Regions from separate parts of the Mus musculus genome. Here regions 2 and 3 are each linked to region 1. A link is a contact called in public Hi-C and promoter capture Hi-C data. All regions are on one chromosome and are shown on one strand. The core of a region is the stretch at or near the end of the contact, and the rest is flanking DNA. Distances in the headings are between cores, read along the strand shown. Region 1 holds the start of Csrp2 (cysteine and glycine-rich protein 2). Region 2 holds the start of Krr1 (KRR1, small subunit (SSU) processome component, homolog (yeast)). Region 3 holds the start of Glipr1 (GLI pathogenesis-related 1 (glioma)).

Evidence for each region. Promoter capture Hi-C pulls out the DNA fragments that hold promoters and counts their contacts. Hi-C and Micro-C count contacts between places; a contact is called where the count stands out from the background.
Region 2: a contact with region 1 is called in a promoter capture Hi-C map of liver, with 3 times the contacts expected there. The contact joins the promoter of Krr1 here to the promoter of Csrp2 in region 1. A contact is called at or near these places in 4 of 39 promoter capture datasets (the C10 cell line, liver and pre-B cells), 1 of 484 Hi-C or Micro-C datasets (B cells), 1 of 115 datasets of contacts at active chromatin or transcription factors (large pre-B cells) and 2 of 9 other capture datasets (adipose tissue and liver).
Region 3: a contact with region 1 is called in a Hi-C map of B cells, with 6 read pairs. The contact joins the promoter of Glipr1 here to the promoter of Csrp2 in region 1. A contact is called at or near these places in 1 of 39 promoter capture datasets (pre-B cells) and 1 of 484 Hi-C or Micro-C datasets (B cells).

The regions. Positions count from the first base shown.
Region 1 is chr10:110,918,776-110,921,475 of GRCm38.p6, forward strand. Csrp2 (cysteine and glycine-rich protein 2) reads left to right here and starts at 1,401. Exons shown (of 6, transcript NM_007792.4): 1 at 1,401-1,479.
Region 2 is chr10:111,971,247-111,973,965 of GRCm38.p6, forward strand. It overlaps Krr1 (KRR1, small subunit (SSU) processome component, homolog (yeast)), which reads left to right and starts at 1,449. Exons shown (of 10, transcript NM_178610.4): 1 at 1,449-1,628. The coding sequence starts at 1,547.
Region 3 is chr10:111,995,989-111,998,688 of GRCm38.p6, forward strand. It overlaps Glipr1 (GLI pathogenesis-related 1 (glioma)), which reads right to left and starts at 1,276. Exons shown (of 6, transcript NM_028608.3): 1 at 870-1,276. The coding sequence starts at 1,043.

The DNA of each region.
Region 1 (2,700 bases), core at 151-2,650:
AGTGGACCTCAGGAGTAGCAGAAAAAGGACAATCGCTTGCTGAAAAAAAGGGAACATGAACTACCCTGCTTCCTTCAGTGAAAACAAACCAGAAGCCCCTCCCGTAAGAAGTGCAGCAAGCTGCGGAGGTAAAGCAAACAGATCGGAATCGTGAATGTAAGAATTGCTGGTATTTAGAAAAGCTCACAGCAGGCACCCATGCTTTCAAACTCCTGCCGCAATCTGGGGGAGATGTCAATCACTACTTGCACTGTTTTTCAACAGTCCTTGGTGGACAGAGAATCTGGCTGCAATTACGAGCTTATTTTGGATTGGGCCCAGCATACGACATAAAAAGGCATAAACCAGGCCTGTACTTTGTCACCGGAGGGGCCTTCCTCAACTCTGCCTCCTCCTACCCCCCCTAACAGGGCCTTTGGCAACGTAAGCGGGAAATTTTTTATTGTCGCAACGCGAGGGTACTGGCATCTATCAGTTAAAGTCATCCTAACCCCCACCAAAGAACTAGGCTATTAACAGCATGATGTTGCGCCTGGATGAAAGGGGTGATCGATTTGTGACAGAGGGGAGTAGTTTTGGTCGCTGCCTATTGCGGCGTGGAGGTCACCACTCTTCAAATACTAATTCTTAGGGCAACCCACTACTGATGACAGAGAAGTGGATCACCAAATGTCCTAGAATACAAACCAGATAGAGATGACATTATTTTGCTTTTTGTCTAGAACAATAATATGTCACCTCAAGCCCAGATTTTAGGTCCTTTCTGCTGTCTTCGCCGGCGAGACATCCCTGGACTTTTCGGACAACTGCAAACAATTGCAAACTGAAACCCGAAGCCTTTTGGCGCCAGGGTTTCTGCGTGGGTTGTGGGTTTCTTCCCCCCTCAGCAAAGAGTGGTGGGGGAAAGCAAAACACTTGGGGAATGAGGTGTTTTCATAACGTCATTTGTTTAGTCTAGATGAGGAATGCAGCTCTTTCGCGACAGGAAAGCTGCGGATTCCAGAAGCCGGGATTCTGACCAGAGACTATCCTGCACCGGGGAGTCCTGCACCCCGGAGGCTAACATATGGCGTTTGTGCAGTAAAGGGTGGCGGGAATCCCACGGGGCGACACCGGATCTCGCTGGCTCCGGGCCGATCCTGAGTGCTCCGGACGTCCCGGGACCGGCGGGTAGGAGCAGCCGGAGACGGTGGGAGACTCGGACGCGCGGGAAGCCGCAGGAAGAGGCGGGATTCCGGTCTTTTGTCTCGGGGCCAGAGCTCGAAACCCGCAGCGGGAGCCCAGCTCAGCGGGCCGGGCGGAGACCATCGCACACCCCGAGGGGCATGACCGATGATGGGCGTGGCGAACAAGGCCACGCCCAACATAAGTCTTTAAAAGCGGGCACACGCGCTCCCGCCAGTCTCCGGATCCGCCCGCGGCTTTCCTCGGTCAGACCTCGTTAGCTCCGCCCGCCGCGTGCTCCCTCCTCCCACTCGGGTGAGTCCTAGGAAGCCTGCAGCCCCGCGGTCCCTGTCATCTCCACCCCTGCTCCTGACTATGCTTCCACCCGTCCTCTCACTTCTGCCCCAATGCGGGGTCCACTAGCACACCTGCTGTCGCCCCCAGACCATCCCTGCCCTGGGACCTCATGTCCTTGGGGCAGGTAAATCATCCCCTGTGACCTTTAATTTTCCATCCTGTTCTCTGGGAGAGAGGCGAGCTGGGAGTTTCTCGTGGCCGCCAATGCCTCTTTTTGTAGCCCCAGGCTCCCTCCCAGGGCTGATTCTCCCCTTCGGGTAGGAGGGGTTAGAGGCTTCGGGGCTCCAGTGCCCCAAGGGTGTGTCTGCCCAGCCCTGACGACCTTCTCGGGAATTGGGTGGGTACTCTGGGGTGGTGGGCGTCTCCATACCCTCTGAGCTCCAGTTCTCCTGTGGCGAAACGGAGCTCCTGGCCATCGCCTTTGTTCGGTGGTCTCTGCCCACCCGGCACAGAAGGAACCATAGTGAAATTCTAGTTGAACATTCCTAGCTTTTCCTGGTGCTTTCTACCTTTAAAGTACAAACAAGGATACAGCATTGCTTGGTTCTGAAATTCTGCAACAGGTCCTAAAAGTCACAGTATGGGTTCAGAGCTAGATAATAGTTATAGGCATCCGTGAGGTAAGGGGTGAGGTGAGGGGAGAGCTCTTGAAACTTCTGCCCCCTTGGAAGCCAGGACTTTGAACTTTATTTGTTTACCTGATTACTTTTTGAGTAAATATTTGGTTTGACCTGTTTTGTTTGAGTCGCATACATTTTTACTTTATTAAATGCTTTTCAGTTCGGGGCGGGGGGGGGGCTGGGTGTAGTAATTTTTTAACTTGGGCAGCGAAAATAGTTAAATTATTGACTTTTTCAATGCGTGCTTAATCTCTACTTACATAAAACCAAAGAATCCAAAAAGGAAGTGATTCTTGTACCCAGATTCTTCAAGAAAGATTTAAACGGTAGATTTCAAAAGAGAGACTCATACAATCTCAACACTGCATACAAGTGACATTTGGGACCCTATTCTCTGCCATTGCCTTGTAATTGTTACTGATAATTCCTTCATTACTCCTCAAGGCTGTTTGACCCCACTTTTTATAGCCAGGTTGCCATAGACGTATACATCCCATGAGTCTCTGGAACACTGTTTGCTTAGTTATCTTGAATATGTTGGAGCACACCTCGGTGCTTG
Region 2 (2,719 bases), core at 199-2,698, 1.1 Mb after region 1:
GTCAACTTAAAAAAAATAACAAGGGCTTGGAAGAAGTTGAAGTGAGGCCAACAGCCTCTTTCCAGTGAAAGGAACCCAGACCCACACACCCATGTGTGAAAAGCACTCTTTGAAAGAAGCTCGAAGCTCATAACCATTCAAACATAATACTAACTACATTTGATTCTCAAAGAGACTGGAATGGGTGCACCATTATGAGGCATCAGTTTGCATACAGAGAATTTCCCTTAAAATTTGTTCAAAACATAGTCGAATCCAGTGGTTACCAACCTTCCTAATGCTGCAACTCTTCAGTATAGTTCTGCATGTTTCTGTGATCCCTGAACCACAAAATCATTTCGTTATTACGTCCAACTTTGCTACTGTTATGAATTATAATGTCTATATACATGTGCGTTCTGATGGTCTTAGACGACCCCTGTGAAAGGTAGTTTGACCCTCTAAGGAGTCACAATCCACAGGTTGAAAACCACCGATCTAAGCACCTGAAGTATTGTTCTCAGTTTTACTAGGCATATGCGGGTACTCCTCTTTCCTTTATCTGGCTTATTGACCCATGTGCTTATTAAATATTTCCTGGAGGTTGGGGAGAGCATGGTCCAGAAGGAGAGGTCCTAGTGTGTTTTCAGACCCTGGTTACATCTCTTCACATCTTAGCATCTAATTTAGTGAATATATTTTTGTGCTAATATTTTTTTGCTGTTTTTACTGACTATATTCTAAGCCTTTTAAAGCTATGATGTAAGAATAATAAACAATAAAGTTTTGGTAATAGCTCCCTCCAGCCCCCACCAAAAAACCCCAAACATTTGAATGCTGAAGACCGGTGTGGTGGTACACACCTTTAATCCCAGATTCTGGAGTCATAAGCAGGAAGATCACTATGACGTTGAGGCCAGCCAGGTCTACATAGCATGTTCCAGGCTAGTGAAGGATACACAGTGGCCTCGATTCATAAACCCAAAATAAACAAAACAAGCAAGCAAACAAATAAATAAAAATAGAACAGAAAAGTCTTTTAAAACCAATCTGGAAGTTGAGAGATTTAAAATGCAAAACTCATGGTAGGTTTTCAAATGGGCTAAAGAGTGGTAGCAAAGTTTGGGTAGATTTTTGATACAATTCGCCATTTTCATTAGATTTCTAATCCCCCTCAAATAAGAATTTTAATAATTTCCCCTCCCTTCTCTCCCTCACCCTCACCCACCTCTCTTCTCTCTCCTCTCCTTCGCTCCCTTTCTCTCCCTTTCCTTCCCTTCCCCTCTCAAAAAAGAAGTTCCCACAGGGCTATACAAGTAGCTACAATTTAGAGCTTGATACAAGAAAACTACCATTCCCAGCGTGCAACACCGAGGTTGCAATGCATCCTGGGAAGGAAGTGTCACGCTCCCCCCCGTCCCCGCCCCATCGGCTTCCTGTTCGTCAGAGCAGAGACCACGCAGGTCTCATAGGGATTATCCGGAACTCGTTTTGCCTTTTACACATTGTAGCCGGCGGGATCTTAAAGAACAGTTCCACTTCCGGGGCCGCCGGAAGCAGTTTTGCGATGGCAACTTCTGCGGAGGCGCCTGCCAAAGAAGCTCAAAAACGTGACTCTCAGCCGCAGAAACAGAAGCGTGAGACCCAAGGTGAGGCAGTGCGAGACCCGAAGCCCGGAGCTGGCGGATCTCGAAGCATCTTTGTCTCTTTCTTTGGCCGCGCACTTGGGTTGAGCCTCTTTTAGGCTGTGCAGTGCCTGCGGTAGCCGGGGTAGCCGAGGGTTGCGGGTGTTGATGGCTGCGCCGGCCACGTGCAGCTAACGCAGTGTTTTTGCCAGCGACCGTCCCTGGCAAGTGTACCCGATGCGCCTTCTGTCCCCGGTAAAAGTGTGAGGACTCAGAGATTGTGGAAGGCGCGGCAGTTCTGCCTTGAGCTTTGGGGAGGGGAGGTTGAGAGGATGCGGATCAGGATCAGGTGGGAGAATCTTCGTGTCCTGCGAGCGCCGATGGTGATGAGGGAGGCGGACGGGGAAAGGTGGGGACGGAGCTCAATGGGAAGTTTTGTCAGAACTTTTATCTGATTATTAAGTTGCTAAATGACACAGCTCTCAGTCTTTAGCTCTAACCCCTAGTTTGATTTTTGGCTGCTCTAGTTTGATTGCTTCTTTCCGTTTTGATGAGAGTTTGGTTTTTACCTACCTTCAATTTAAAAAGAAAAATTTTTTTCTTTTAAAAACTAAGTACGTAAAATACGGCAGGGACTATAGACACCGGTAAAAGCTTCAAACCAACGCTTGAGGAATTGACAGGATGAGTAGACCATCTTCCTCAAGTTATCCATGTGCCAATCACAGATGCTATATAGCTTCCTTTCTGGTACCCGGAGTAATTCGTTCGAGCTTTCTGTCACCTATCTACAGCTATTATGATTTTTAACAAAACGCTTCGATTTTTGTCTCCTTTTGAATCATAGGAGAATGAATGGAGCTGTGTACTCTATGTATGTTGTCTGTGTCTTTAGCTTCTGATTCTTTACGATGCTGTGTAATATTTAAATTCCGTCGTTGGCGGACATTTGAGCTCTGCCTTCAGCTTGCTCTTGTAAGCACCTTTGTGCATGTCTTCTGGTAATGCCTCAGGGTCTCTGTAGGAATTTAGGATTGGAAACTCAATTGCAGGGTATCTTCAAGTTATGCTAATGCTACCGGAAGGAGCTGTGCCAGGTTTTTTTCTGTTTTAGG
Region 3 (2,700 bases), core at 26-2,525, 1.1 Mb after region 1:
CCACTATGGAAATCAGTATCACCACAAACTATAAACATAAGACTAGCGTGTGATTCAGCTACGGCATGTTTGGGCTTGTCTCTACAGGGATGGAAGTCAGCACGTCTTGAGTATTTGCATATCCATGTTTTTTTTTTTTTTTTTTTTTTTTTTGTGGCACTACTCACAACCTCCAAGCTATGGATTACACCCAGTGGTTCCCCAAAAGATGAAAGAGTAAGGAAAATAGCTTGTGTACAGATATGTCTATATAGACAAACTGAATGGTATTGTTGAGTCGCCAAGAACAAAATTATGACATTTGCAGGGAAACAGATGGGATTGGAGATCATCACACTAAGTAGCATAAAGCAGACGCAGGCGGAAAAGCATCATGACCTCTTATATGTGAAGTGTAGAGGAAAACAACCGAAGACCACAGAAACGTAGCAGGGGAAAGCGATCAGAGGAAGAGGGCCAAGAGGCCAACGGAATGAGTGTAGCCTAAGCACACTGAATTATCATAATGAAAGACCATTATTTTACACAGCATATATAATGAAAAAAAAAAGAACCCTTAAGACACAAAAAAGAAACCTCACAAATATTAACAGGAAAAACCATGACAACAAAGAAGTCTGTTGCTCATGGCTGCGGAAAGGAAGTGTGCAGAAAGAACTGAATCATGCCAGTGGTATTGCTCAAGACAGTCGGGGAAGGTAACGGTCGACTCTGATTGCAAGCTGAGTTTACTGCACACATTCATTACAAGGAAAAAAAAGAAAGCAAATAAGAAAACCACTCAGGGTTACCCAGAAGTCACACCCAAATTAATGCAGGCAAGCTGCTTCTGATTGACATGGGCGACAAGCCCTTGCTAGTGAACTCACCATGTACAGCATATTCCGGGCTGGTGGACTCACTTTTGACCGAAGCTGGTTGTGAACTTGAACACATTCTTTAATGAAGTCCTCGTTTGTTATATCTGGCAAAGTGCTTGCTGTAAATGAAGAACTAGACACAGACGAAGCCATCCAGACTATCACAGCAAGGATGACCTGCATGGTCTCTCTGGTTGCTGCTGGACCTAGAATCCAGAGCTGCGGGGTTCTGATAGAATGCTCGGTTCTCTCAGTCTGCAGACTGTTTCCCTGTTGGAGCTCGGATTAACCCAGGGTTGTTTATGCTAGACAAGTGCTCTGCCTCTGAGCTCCATCTTCAGCATGCTGGGTTTTTTTTTTATGACCAGCTTTACAAAGCACAGCCTACTTCAGCTTGAGGAGCCTGAGAGCAGAACATGACGTCACGAAACTTACACCGGACTTCTCCATATATGGCTTGCAGCTCATGGGTTTTTTTTTTTTTTCTTCTCTTTTCTTTTCTTTCTCTTTCTCTCTCTCTCTCTCTCTCTCTCTCTCTCTCTCTCTCTCTCTCTCTCTCTCTCTCTCTCTCTCTCTCTCTGGCAAACAAATAACAAAGGTTACTTTAATGAGAGTTGAGTAGAGAATTGTTTTTCTTGTCCAGATTTATAAAACCAAACAAGGTGTGCAAAGCAACATGGTTTGTATTTTATGGTTTCAGAGAAAATGAGACTCTTCACTGTAATTGCACTGAGAATTTTTTTCCTTTCTTTTTTACCTTTTCTATTTTGAAAGGACAACATAAACCCCACTTGTGTCCATTTAAGGGCCAGGCCTGATTTTGAAAAGAAAGCCATAAGGCACCAGCTCCAGGAACAGACCATAAAATCCAGAAACAAGGACATAAAACCACCTCCCAAAGAACAGCCTGGGGACAATCACAAAAATGGGGAAATATCTTATCTCAGAATGGGCTGTCTGGGCTGGGCAGCCCTATCTTATCCTATGGTTAAACATTCATGACACAGGAATGCAGACTGCTGACCACCTGGGACTCCCTAGCACCCAGCAATGAAAATTTAGATTACCTAATCCTTTTGGAGTGTTCCCCTGGTTCCCTATAAGAAGGCCTGTGTGCCTTTGTCTGAGGTCACCATTTCAAAAAATGGCTGACACCCCCCCCCACCCCTTGGTCTTGCCAGTATATGTTCTTTGGTTGGTGGTTCAGTCTCTGAGAGCTCCCAGAGGTCCAGGTTAGTTGACTTTGTTGGCCCTCCTGTGGGGATTCCATCCTCTTCAATCTTTCATCAACTCTTCCAAAAAAGTCCCCTACCTCTTTCCAATGCTTGGCTGTAGATATCTGCATCTGTTTTAGTCAGCTGCTGGGTGGAGCCTCTCACAGGACAGTTATACTAGGCTCCTTTCTACAACCATAACAGAGTACCATTAATAATGTTAGGGATTGGTTCTTGCCAATGGGCTGGGTTTCAAGTTGGGTTGATTATTGGTTGGTCATTCTTTCAGTCTCTGCTCCATCTTTGTTCCTGCATTTCTTTAGACAGGACAAATTTTGGGCCAAAAGTTTTGTGGGTAGGTTAGTGTCTTTATCCCTCTACTAAGGGTTCTGAGGGCTAATATGCAAAATCTATAAAGAACTCAAGAAGTTAGACTCCAGCAAACCAAATAACCCAGTTAAAAACGGGGTACAGAGCTAAACAGAGAATTCTCAACACAGGAAACTCAAATGACCAAAAAAGCACTTAAAGAAATGCCTCAACATCCTTAGTTATGAGAGAAATGCAAATCAAAACAATCCCGAGATTCCCACTTTACACAAACCAGAAGGGCTAAGATAAAAAAC